2 separate regions of the Sus scrofa genome follow, and region 2 is linked to region 1. A link is a contact called in public HiChIP or PLAC-seq data. All regions are on one chromosome and are shown on one strand. Each heading gives the region's core, a stretch centred on a gene start, on an enhancer-like site or on the middle of the called end of the contact. The rest is flanking DNA. Distances are from core to core; before and after follow the strand shown. Region 1 holds the start of ANKRD1 (ankyrin repeat domain 1). Region 2 holds the start of PPP1R3C (protein phosphatase 1 regulatory subunit 3C).

Evidence for each region. HiChIP or PLAC-seq counts read pairs in DNA pulled down with a chosen protein or histone mark.
Region 2: an H3K27ac HiChIP or PLAC-seq map of skeletal muscle shows a contact between it and region 1, with 4 times the contacts expected there. The contact joins the promoter of PPP1R3C here to the promoter of ANKRD1 in region 1. A contact is called at or near these places in 2 of 5 promoter capture datasets (fetal liver and fetal skeletal muscle), 2 of 47 Hi-C or Micro-C datasets (fetal heart ventricle and heart right ventricle) and 1 of 2 datasets of contacts at active chromatin or transcription factors (skeletal muscle).

The regions. Positions count from the first base shown.
Region 1 is chr14:102,610,669-102,615,584 of Sscrofa11.1, reverse strand. It overlaps ANKRD1 (ankyrin repeat domain 1), which reads left to right and starts at 2,747. Exons shown (of 9, transcript NM_213922.1): 1 at 2,747-2,833; 2 at 3,496-3,675; 3 at 4,555-4,692; 4 at 4,815-4,916. The coding sequence starts at 2,807.
Region 2 is chr14:103,275,869-103,280,784 of Sscrofa11.1, reverse strand. PPP1R3C (protein phosphatase 1 regulatory subunit 3C) reads left to right here and starts at 2,028. Exons shown (of 2, transcript XM_005671280.3): 1 at 2,028-2,905. The coding sequence starts at 2,892.

The sequences.
Region 1 (4,916 bases), core at 1,498-3,997:
ACAAATATACATACTTCAGAACTCACTCCACTAGGTGAACTTTTATGGAAAGCAAGCTCCTTAAAAACAAGTGACAGAGGGGAGGTCCCTGGTGGTCTAGAGGTTAGGACTTGGTGCTTTCACCACTGTGATCCCACTTCAAGCTGCTGCTTACCATAGCTAAAAAAAAAAAAAAAAAAAAAAAAAAAAAAAAAAAAATTCAAGTGACAGAGAATCCCCTTCTAGTTGAGGGGCTTGGTTCTCAACTTTTTTTTTGGCTTTTCAGGGCCACACTTGTGGCATATGGAGGTTCCCAGGCTAGGGGTTGAATCAGAGCTGCAGTTGTTGGTCAACTCCACAGCCACAGCAATACCAGATCCAAGCCATGTCTGCAACCTACGCCACAGCTCATGGCAATGTCAGATTCTTAACCCACTGAACGAGGCCAGGGATTGAACCCGCAACCTCATGGTTCCTAGTTGGATTCATGATAGGAACTCCCTGGTTCTCAATTCTGATAAATGATTCAAAAATACAATTTTGTCTGATGTGTCATTAGGGAGCCAGATGCATCTGAAGAGCAAATCCTCTCATATTTTATAACGACAAATGGGATCGACATGGGAAAGGAGGACTGGAGAGGCCAGCAGTGATTTTCCAGACCCAAAGATACCCAATGGTCTGGCCAGACTTCTCCATTCTCTAAGTTCAGCCTATTCCATCAACACTTCCTCCAGGGTCATCCTCTATAAAGTCTTCTTTCAGACTCCATGGAACCTCCTGCACAGAACCAGCTGGGTTTGAGGATTGATTAAATGGCCAAGGGAAGGAATGGGCTTGGTGAGCCATCCCACCCACTTTCACTTGCATTCTTTGAGGTGATATGAACACAGAAGAGCCTTTCGATCCATTTTGGTTGGATCCTGAGCTGTCTAGGTATGAACCACCATGGGAAATCTGCTCCAGCTCAATGATTCTATGTTTCTGTTGGATGGAATCAAAACTCTTCACCCAAGCATCCACCCACTGGCTGTGTGTCTACAGCCAGTGACTGAACATTTCTATGCCTCAGCAATGAAAGCATTGGTCTTGCTTGAACTTGAGGGCACTAACAGCTCTGGGATTTGATATTCAAGATGCTTAAACAACCCATGACACTTCCCTCAAAAATACCTCCATAGTTCCCCTCAGTTTGGGTCAGGCCTGAAACAAAAAGGTGTAAGAAATGGTAGGAAAAGCTTCAATGACGACTTCTTACTTAGATAAAGAGCCAATGAAAATGGCAATAGTTGTCTCTACCTCAAAGGAAACACCAGTAAATTTCCTTTAAGTAAAACTCCTTTAGGATAGAACATTAGGAGACCAGAACAGACACACAGGAGTTGTTGGGAGGGTCCTTCTTCACCAGCCCTTTGGTTTTTTTTTTTTTTTTTTGGGGGGGGGTGTCAATATCTCATTCTGAAAGTTCCAGAAAAATCATCCCTGGGCTGCTTAGTTCAAGGAGGAAGAGAATGGCAGCTGTGTTTGTTGAGTGGGTACATTTGTGGGAGTGACGGACACAGAAAGGCCAATGTAATATCCTAATTAACACACTTCTCCATTCCGACTCCCTTTCTCTCACTCTGCCCTCCTTTCTTTTACTGAAAAACAAAGGAGGGGTTGTTTAAATGGCTATGGAGATAATAATTCCAGTATCTCCTTGAACTGTAAGGAGACCTAAATATTTTTACATAATTTAACACCTCAGAGATGAGAAACCAGAAACGGATTTTCACCGCACCTCAAAGCAAAGCTCTCAGCTCCTATGCAACCTGTCTCAAACCCTGATGCATCAGAATTGCTGAGTGCTTTGAAAAAAATACAGATTCCTAGGAACTCACCATAAAGCGACTCAGAATGTCCCACAGTGGGGTCCAGGGATGTGTCTTTTTGACAAGCTCCGACAGGTGAGTCTTTTATCCACAGCACCTGAGAACGCTGGCTCTCTGATCGAATCAAGGTCGTACCATAACTACATAGGTTGTCTCACACAACCTATCTCAAGACATTTCAGAAACTTTTTGAGTACTACTTGCTCCAGTAAGTATGCTGTTTTAGAAGGCAGAAAGCATGTCATGTGCTAATTATGGCCAGTGACACCATAAAACAGAAGTGCGTTACTGAATGCTTTCAATTTCTTATAATGATGGTAGGTGGCATGTCATGGGGCCTTTTTAGCCCCAGACATCACTCCAGAGAATTCCAAACAGATATAGACAAGGGCCATTAGGACCCAGATCCTTTCCTCTTGGGCTGTTTGCCCACGGGAATAGGATGTCCTAAAGCAACACTTCCCCCAAGTGACGTGTTGATAAGTCTGGTTATCAGAAAGATATTATTGGGGGTGTGATACACGGGGCATTTACATTTTCCTGATAGGCTTGGTCATATGAAAGCTGACAAAGAAGGAAAAGGAGCAGCGGTGTGGTGCAATGTCAACAGACAGCTGTCCCCTGGCTTCCCGATAAATAGGATGACTTGCATTGCTGAGCGGTGCGGTCACTGACAAAGGAATGGCCCTCTCACATTTCTTCCTGATTCACATATTCAGTGGGGTTACTTGCCCTCCCCTCCCTCTCCTGCTTCCCAGACACTGAGTCTGGAATGAGAATTCACCTGCCTCTGAGTTGGCCACAGGAGGGGGCGGGCTGTTACTTGGGTTCCCAGGTTGGAAGATTATCTCACCCGGCCCTAGCTATATAAACTGACGGCAGTGGAGGGGCTCCCAAGGGCTGACTCCAGGGTTCATCCCCCAGAAGAAAACCATACAGACGAACTTCAGGTCAACATGATGGTTCTGAAAGTAGAAGAGCTGGTATGTAAGGCATTATTTTACACAGTGGAAAACAGTGCAGCCTTGATTTTTATTTGAAAATTGAAATGCCCTTTTCTTTCAGGCATAATGCATAGGTACTCTGAATGTGTCATATATGGAAAATGGTTGGTTTATGTGGTGAAATAAGTGAAACTGGAAAAGATGGAGTTGCCAGGAATGAATTCTCTACCTACTTCCTATTTATTATCTTCTTCGGTTTTCTTACTAAAGTGTGGAATCACATATAGTTATCCAAAATGCCTTAGGGGAGAAGTTCTATTGCAAGAATATATATCTGGAAGCTACTACGCAAGGCAAGGGATCATCAAAAGTACCTAAAATGAAAGAATTTTAAATAATCTCGGGGTGGGGGGAGGTTGTTATGATTTTGCTAGGAAAAAATGTGATTAAGTGGATTAAAAGTAGATTTAAATACATCAACCTAACCTAAACCTTGATTTAGCCAAGACAGGAGGACAAGCATTTGAAGATAATCCCAGAACACTGAAGCAAGGCATCGCGGCCTGCCATCTGAGAGTGTGGGGCATGGAGGCCACTGTCAGCAGAGAGGGAGGCCCAGGGGCTCTCGCCGCATCCTCTGTGGAGAACGACCCCAGGACAGGCCCTGCTACTTCTGACCCTGCTGTCTCCTTCCCTTGCAGGTTACAGGGAAGAAGAACGGCGGTGGGGATGCTGGGGAGTTCCTTCCTGAGGATTTCAGAGATGGAGAGTATGAAGCTGCTGTCACTTTAGAGAAGCAAGAGGACCTGAAAACCCTTCCGGCCCACTTTGTGAGCCTGGGAGAACAACAGTGGAAAATTGAGAAAGAGCGCGAGGCCGAGGTAAGGACCGTCCATGAAATTCACCAGAGGGAGCTTGGAGGTGGAGGTGCCAGGCAGGAAGGAGAGGAGAGAGACAAAGTGAATGCAACCATTCCAATGACATTTCTTTACCAAATTCGAACCGATAAAGAGGCAACTTCAATGGGAGAAGCTGTAGGAAATAATTCTTTGGCAAGACTATGACCTCTGGATTCAGAATCAATCACTGAATGTCCTATAACCATGTTCTGACTGACAGACTCAGAAAGAGAAACGTGTCCAGTGAATTCCTGATGTCATATACTGCCAAGTTAATCCCAAGCAAGGGAGCCTCCTTTTTCTCACTGATGTGGTTTGTGGTCATTGTGATCACTCTTTGACTGTGGCCTCTTTCTGTGCTGACAAATGTATTGCTGGGTGAACTTTCATTACTTACTAACCACAGATGAAACATGCATTAGTGAGCTGTAGTTCCTGGGACAAGACCGTCTGTTTCATGAGCTCTGCTTAGTGGGGCACCTGAGAGACACTGGCATTGACATTTTAGAGCTTAAAACTTACCACTGGAGTCTTCTGAGTTAAAAGAAAAATCATGAGCATTATAGAAATAATTACAAAATCATCACTTAGAGACTAGATCCTATCTCTAATGAAAAGTTCATGCTTCAAGCATCGAGATGTGAAGATGAAGGCAATTAGCTGAAAAATTAGACCTCAAAATACCTGAATAAGAAATCACTAAATTGAAGTCAAAGACTTATTTTTAATTTTTTTTACTTCTTATTTTTCTGCTCACACCGTTCACATACCTAGCTTGGATCTTAAAGATTTTGTTTAGACACAAGCAGAATGCTTGTCAGTAGAACTCACTGTATTCTGAAACATGGATTTCTTTTTTAGCTCAAGAAGAAGAAACTAGAACAAAGATCAAAGCTTGAAAATTTAGAAGACCTTGAAATAATCATTCAACTGAAGAAAAGGAAAAAATACAGGAAAACGAAAGTTCCAGTTGTGAAGGAACCTGAACCTGAAGTCATTGTAAGGGTTGTCTGGTTTTGCAATATTACGCCTCGGTGTTATGCTAAGAGGAATGTCTGTTGGGGGGTTTGACTGAATGTTGGAAGCTCATGGTAACCTTCACCCTGTGTTTCTGGCTTTAGACAGAACCTGTGGATGTGCCTAGGTTTCTGAAAGCTGCCCTGGAGAATAAACTGCCAGTGGTAGAAAAATTCTTGTCAGACAAGAACAATCCAGATGTCTGT
Region 2 (4,916 bases), core at 779-3,278, 670 kb before region 1:
GTAAAAGCTAGGAGGGAGATAGAAATGAGGGGGCTGATTCTACTAGATGAAATAAGTCAGAGAAAGACAAATACTGTATGATCTCAACTATATGTGGAATCCAAGAAAGCTGAACTCGTGGAAACAGACAGTAGAATGACGGTTACCAGGGGTTGGGGGTGGAGTGGGGCAATGCGGTACCAAGAGTACAAAGTTCAAGTGCTCTAATTGCAACATGGTTAATAATACTGTATTATACACTTGGAAGCTGCTGAGAGAGTATACCTTAAATGTTTGCACCACAGAAAAGAAATGATAATTATATGACGTGATGGAGGCTTTAGCCAGCACTGTGGTTGTAATCATTTTGCAATATGTAAGCGTACCAAATCAATTCCTTGTACATTATAAACTTACATAATGTCATATGGCAATTACATCTCAATAAATCTGCGGGGGGGGAGTGGGGAAGAAATGAGAGGTCTGTATCATGCAATTTATTGAGGCTCGCCCTTTCTTGGAAAGAGCCCTGTTCCCCTGAATTCTATTTTGAGTTTGGAGAGGTGACTTTTATGGCATTAGTCAGCACCAGGGGGCAGAAGAGATAGCAGCTTGAATGGAAAGAAGCCCAAACTCAAAAGGTCTCTGTGAGTCAAGGCAGGAAGCATGTGAAAGCTTCCAATACCGTTCCTGGAATTGGAAAGTCTTAAGTTATTTAAAAGTGGTTTCTCAACTACAGAAGAAGTCCATGTTCATTGTAGAAAAATTTAAAAAGACAAAAAACAAAATAACAAAGAAAAATTTACTTACTCAAAATCTCACCATCCAAAAGTAAGCACTGTTAACGTTTTGGTAGAGCATATTCTATTTTCTATGTGTGCACATCTTACCACTAAAACAAGATCACAATACTTTTTTTTTTGTTTGTTTTTTTGTCTTTAGGGGGCTGTACTGGTGGCATATGGAGATTCCCAGGCTAGAGGTCTAATTGGAGCTGTTGCTGCTGCCTATGCCAGAGCCACAGCAACACCAGATCTGAGCCGCGTCTGTGACCTACACCACAGCTCATGGCAATGCGGGACCCCCAATCCACGAAGTGAGGCCAGGGATCGAACCCACAACCTCATGGTTCCTACTCAGACTCATTTCCACTGTGCCATGACAGGAACTCCAGGATCACAACACATTCTTACTTTATGTTTCCCCATAACTTTAATTCGTAATAGCCACTCTTTAGCTCAACATAGGATTGTGAGTAGAGGAGAAAAAACCTCAACTCAGTGTCCTAGTTTTGACTCTGACCTAACCAGCCCCTGGCAAGCAGCTCAGCTTCTCTAAGCTTTAGATGCCTCATCTGTGAAATAAAGCCTCTGAAGCCAGTGATACCTAAGGTGCCTTCCTTTTTTTACCATTCTAATCATTGAGAAGTACTTAAAGGAAATGTTAGCAGAGTAAAAACTAAAACTGAAGGCAAGGGCACTTACTTGAGAGCCACCACAGGTTGAACACACACCAGTCACTATGCTGAGTTTTCCCACCCATACAATTTCATTTAATTATCAGAACAACTTCACTATCTCCATTTTACAGGTGAAGGAGTTGATGCTAGAACTTGCCTAGACTCCAGTGTCAAAGACCGTGTCCCTTCAGTTAGTTTTGGTTGGGCTGAGAGGCCAGCAGATCTGCTCTGAGGTGGATGTTTCCTTTCAAAAAAAATCAAGCCCAAGCATTAAGTACCTTCCCCAGGGCTATTTAGCATGAGTTTCCTTTTCTTTAATAACTCCACTAACAATTCTACTGTTTGAGAGTGATTTAAAAGACACAGAGATTTTTGTACATTTTACATTGTACATTTTGTACATTTTAGAGGACTACTGGATAACTAAGAGAGCAGAAAAAGGACAGGGGTTTTATAAAAATAATTTAAACTCGACTTAGAAATACAATTTTATGGTTGTAACTGATGGTCGAAAACCCCCCCAAACTAAACAAAATTACGAAACCTCAGAGAGGGTAATTGGCTTGGGAGAGTCATGAAACTCGCAGTGTGATATTTTAACATTTTGGTTTTCACATCACTGCCAGAGGACATCAGAACAGAATTGAGGGATTTGGATTGACCACTGGTTTTGTGGCTGACTGGCCGCATGAGCGAAAAAGAAAGCCATTTCATTCCTGGCTTTAGTTTTCTCTTCCAGGGAGAAAAACTGAAGAAATGGTCGCAATACAAAGTGTCTTTTAATTAAATGCTGCCTTACTGTCTTATAGGGTTAATATGGTTTATTAACACTGGTTAGATAGGCAGTCTATTTGTGGGTTCACGTTAACACCAAGATGTGACCGACTGCTCAGGCCAAGGAGAGGGAGAAGATGAGCTGATGCACCAAGCAATGAACAAGATAAAAATTTCAAATACAAATGCATTTGGAACGAGCCACAACGTTCTGCACTAAGATTTTACCGTGCACAGAAGCCTTTAGAAGCGAAAGGGATCTCTTTGCGCCGCAGTCCCGCGGTGCTGGCGCCCGGCCCGGGGGAGGGTTTAGGGCTTTCTCTTCTGGCTTGCACCCGCTACGTGCGCCACGGGGTTGCCTCCGCGGCCCCTCGCCCGGGGTTCGCGTTACGCGGCTCGGGCCAGCTGTCCCAGGGGTACCCCGGCGCCCGCGCTTCCCGCACTACCGCAGTCACGTCCACGGGGCCGGGGCTCGAGTCCCAGCTGAACGCTGGTTGGTCGCGCCCTCGAGCTCGCGGCCTGGTGATTGGTCCCAGCCGTTGGCTCACGTGGTCGGGAGCAGATAAGCGGCCTCTCGGGCGCCGCACCCACAATCCGCCAGAGCTGCCGCCCAGTGGGTACCGCGGGGAGCCTGGTGCGAAATTACGCAGGTAGTGGAGTGCCGCCGCCCCTCTGCCTGATGAGCTGCACCAGGTAGGTTCCCTGCAGACTCTCCGCCTGGGCTCCGAGAGAGCGCGCAGCTGGGGGGAGGTTGGGCTGCGTTTTCCTTCCGTCATCACTGCAAATGGAGAACCCAGGAGAGGGCAAGTAGACTGACTGCTGGCACCGGGGATAACTCCAAGGAGTGGAGATTTCCCATGTGCTTTTTAGGCAGAGCTGGTGTTGGTAAATGGCATCTTAAACCAGAAACTGTCCTAACGTGAGTCAGCTTTAGTTCAGATTCCGTAAGGGATTCTGACCGCATCTTTTTTGTCCCGCACAAATGCCTCAAGGACTAGGACAGCTTAGCTCGTGGGTACAGCGCTCTGAGACTGCTGGTTGGATTGTTTAGCTTTGGGGAAAAACTGCAGGACGATGTTTGCACTCCTGGGTGTTCAGCTCTTCTTATGACGGTTTGCCATAGCAAACTCGGCCTCAGAGTGTGAGCAAATGATTATTTTTTTTAACTCTTGAGTAGGACTTAAAGTTTCAGAGAAATCGCCATATTCAAAAACTGTCTTTCTATAGGTGCAAAAAGTGAAAATACGAAACAGGATCCCCGAAAGAAAGAAAGACAGGAAAAAACCTCCCTCAAACTATTTAAATAGCTTCTCCAGGCATAACTTAGCAGAAGACTTCTCTAAAAATCCTGCCTGTTAACTATTATTAGACCCACAAATGTAGCTTTCCTCTTTCATTTGTTTGTTCTAAGTTTGTAGGTCTCCCAGAAAAAAACCCAGGATTAATAAAGTAAATTCTCTGAGTGTTCTTTTATTATCCATTTTATGACCGAGACCATTTGCCTATATGCTTAGAACTGCTGCTGGCTTACTAAAGCCAGATTGAAGTCACATAATATCCATGCACCTCTTATCTGAAGGTAAAAAATGTCCATAAGCTTGGCAATATATTCTCAGGGCTAAAGGCCAGAAAAAATACTCTTCTTGATGGACACTTCTTTAGAATAGTTTAAATTTTTAAATAGTTTTTGTTTAAATTTTTAAATAATTTTATCTTTCTGGTTATAAATAGCCATTGCCAAAACATTGGAAAATACCAAAAAAGTACAAAGGTAAAAACAGGTCATATATCACCCAGAGATAATGAACTTTTTTTTTATGTTTCCTATTAAACTTTTCAATATGTGTAAGTTCACATATATGGCATATATTAAAAACGGCCTAATTTTCAGGTCACCAGGTTTTTTTCCTCTTATATGTGGACTTGACATGGGTGTCTTTCTGTGTGAAATACAGATTATATAAAGTTTTTTCCTTAAGTGCACAAATTGCTGACTTGCCCTTGAGCTAGTTATCTATGTAAAATGAGGAAGAGCATGATAATGAAAGTGCAATGGTAATCCTCTGATTCACTCTTTCTAGCCTCTCACTCTCAAAACTATTCCATGAGAATTTTTACTGCTCTTTTTCTCTTTTCAGGCAGATGACTGTGCCAGAGAAGTGTAATCAATTCAATAGCAAAATGATCAAAAGCCAAGGGAACATGGTCTGGAACTATGGTTCTAGAACCTATCTGGTCACTAGATCACCCGAGAAGCTTTAAGAAAATATATACCCCCTTGTCCCCATCCCCAGAGGTTCTGCATTAATGGCATTAAGCCCCAAGATTCTGCATTAAAGAAAAAGGAAGAAAATCAACTCCTTAGGCCATTGTGACCAGACAGGTTTGAGAACCACTGGTCCAGAGCAAAGAAAATAGTCTTAGAGCTGTGTTAGAGGCGATCCCACCCAAAACTTTGGTTTCTCAAATGGGGAAACTGAGACCCCAGCTCTTTTAAGCAGTTAACCCATGGCCTTGAGCCAGTGAGGGGTAGAGCCAAACATAAAATTCAGCTCTCATCCCTTCGTACTGTGTTCCTTTCCTACACGAGATAGCACCTCCTTGTTACTGTGCTGGCTAGAATTTCACCAGTACAAAAATAGTACATGCATATCTGGGCCCGGGGCAAGTGCATTCCAGGTCCAGATAGTAACCCCTCTTCTTT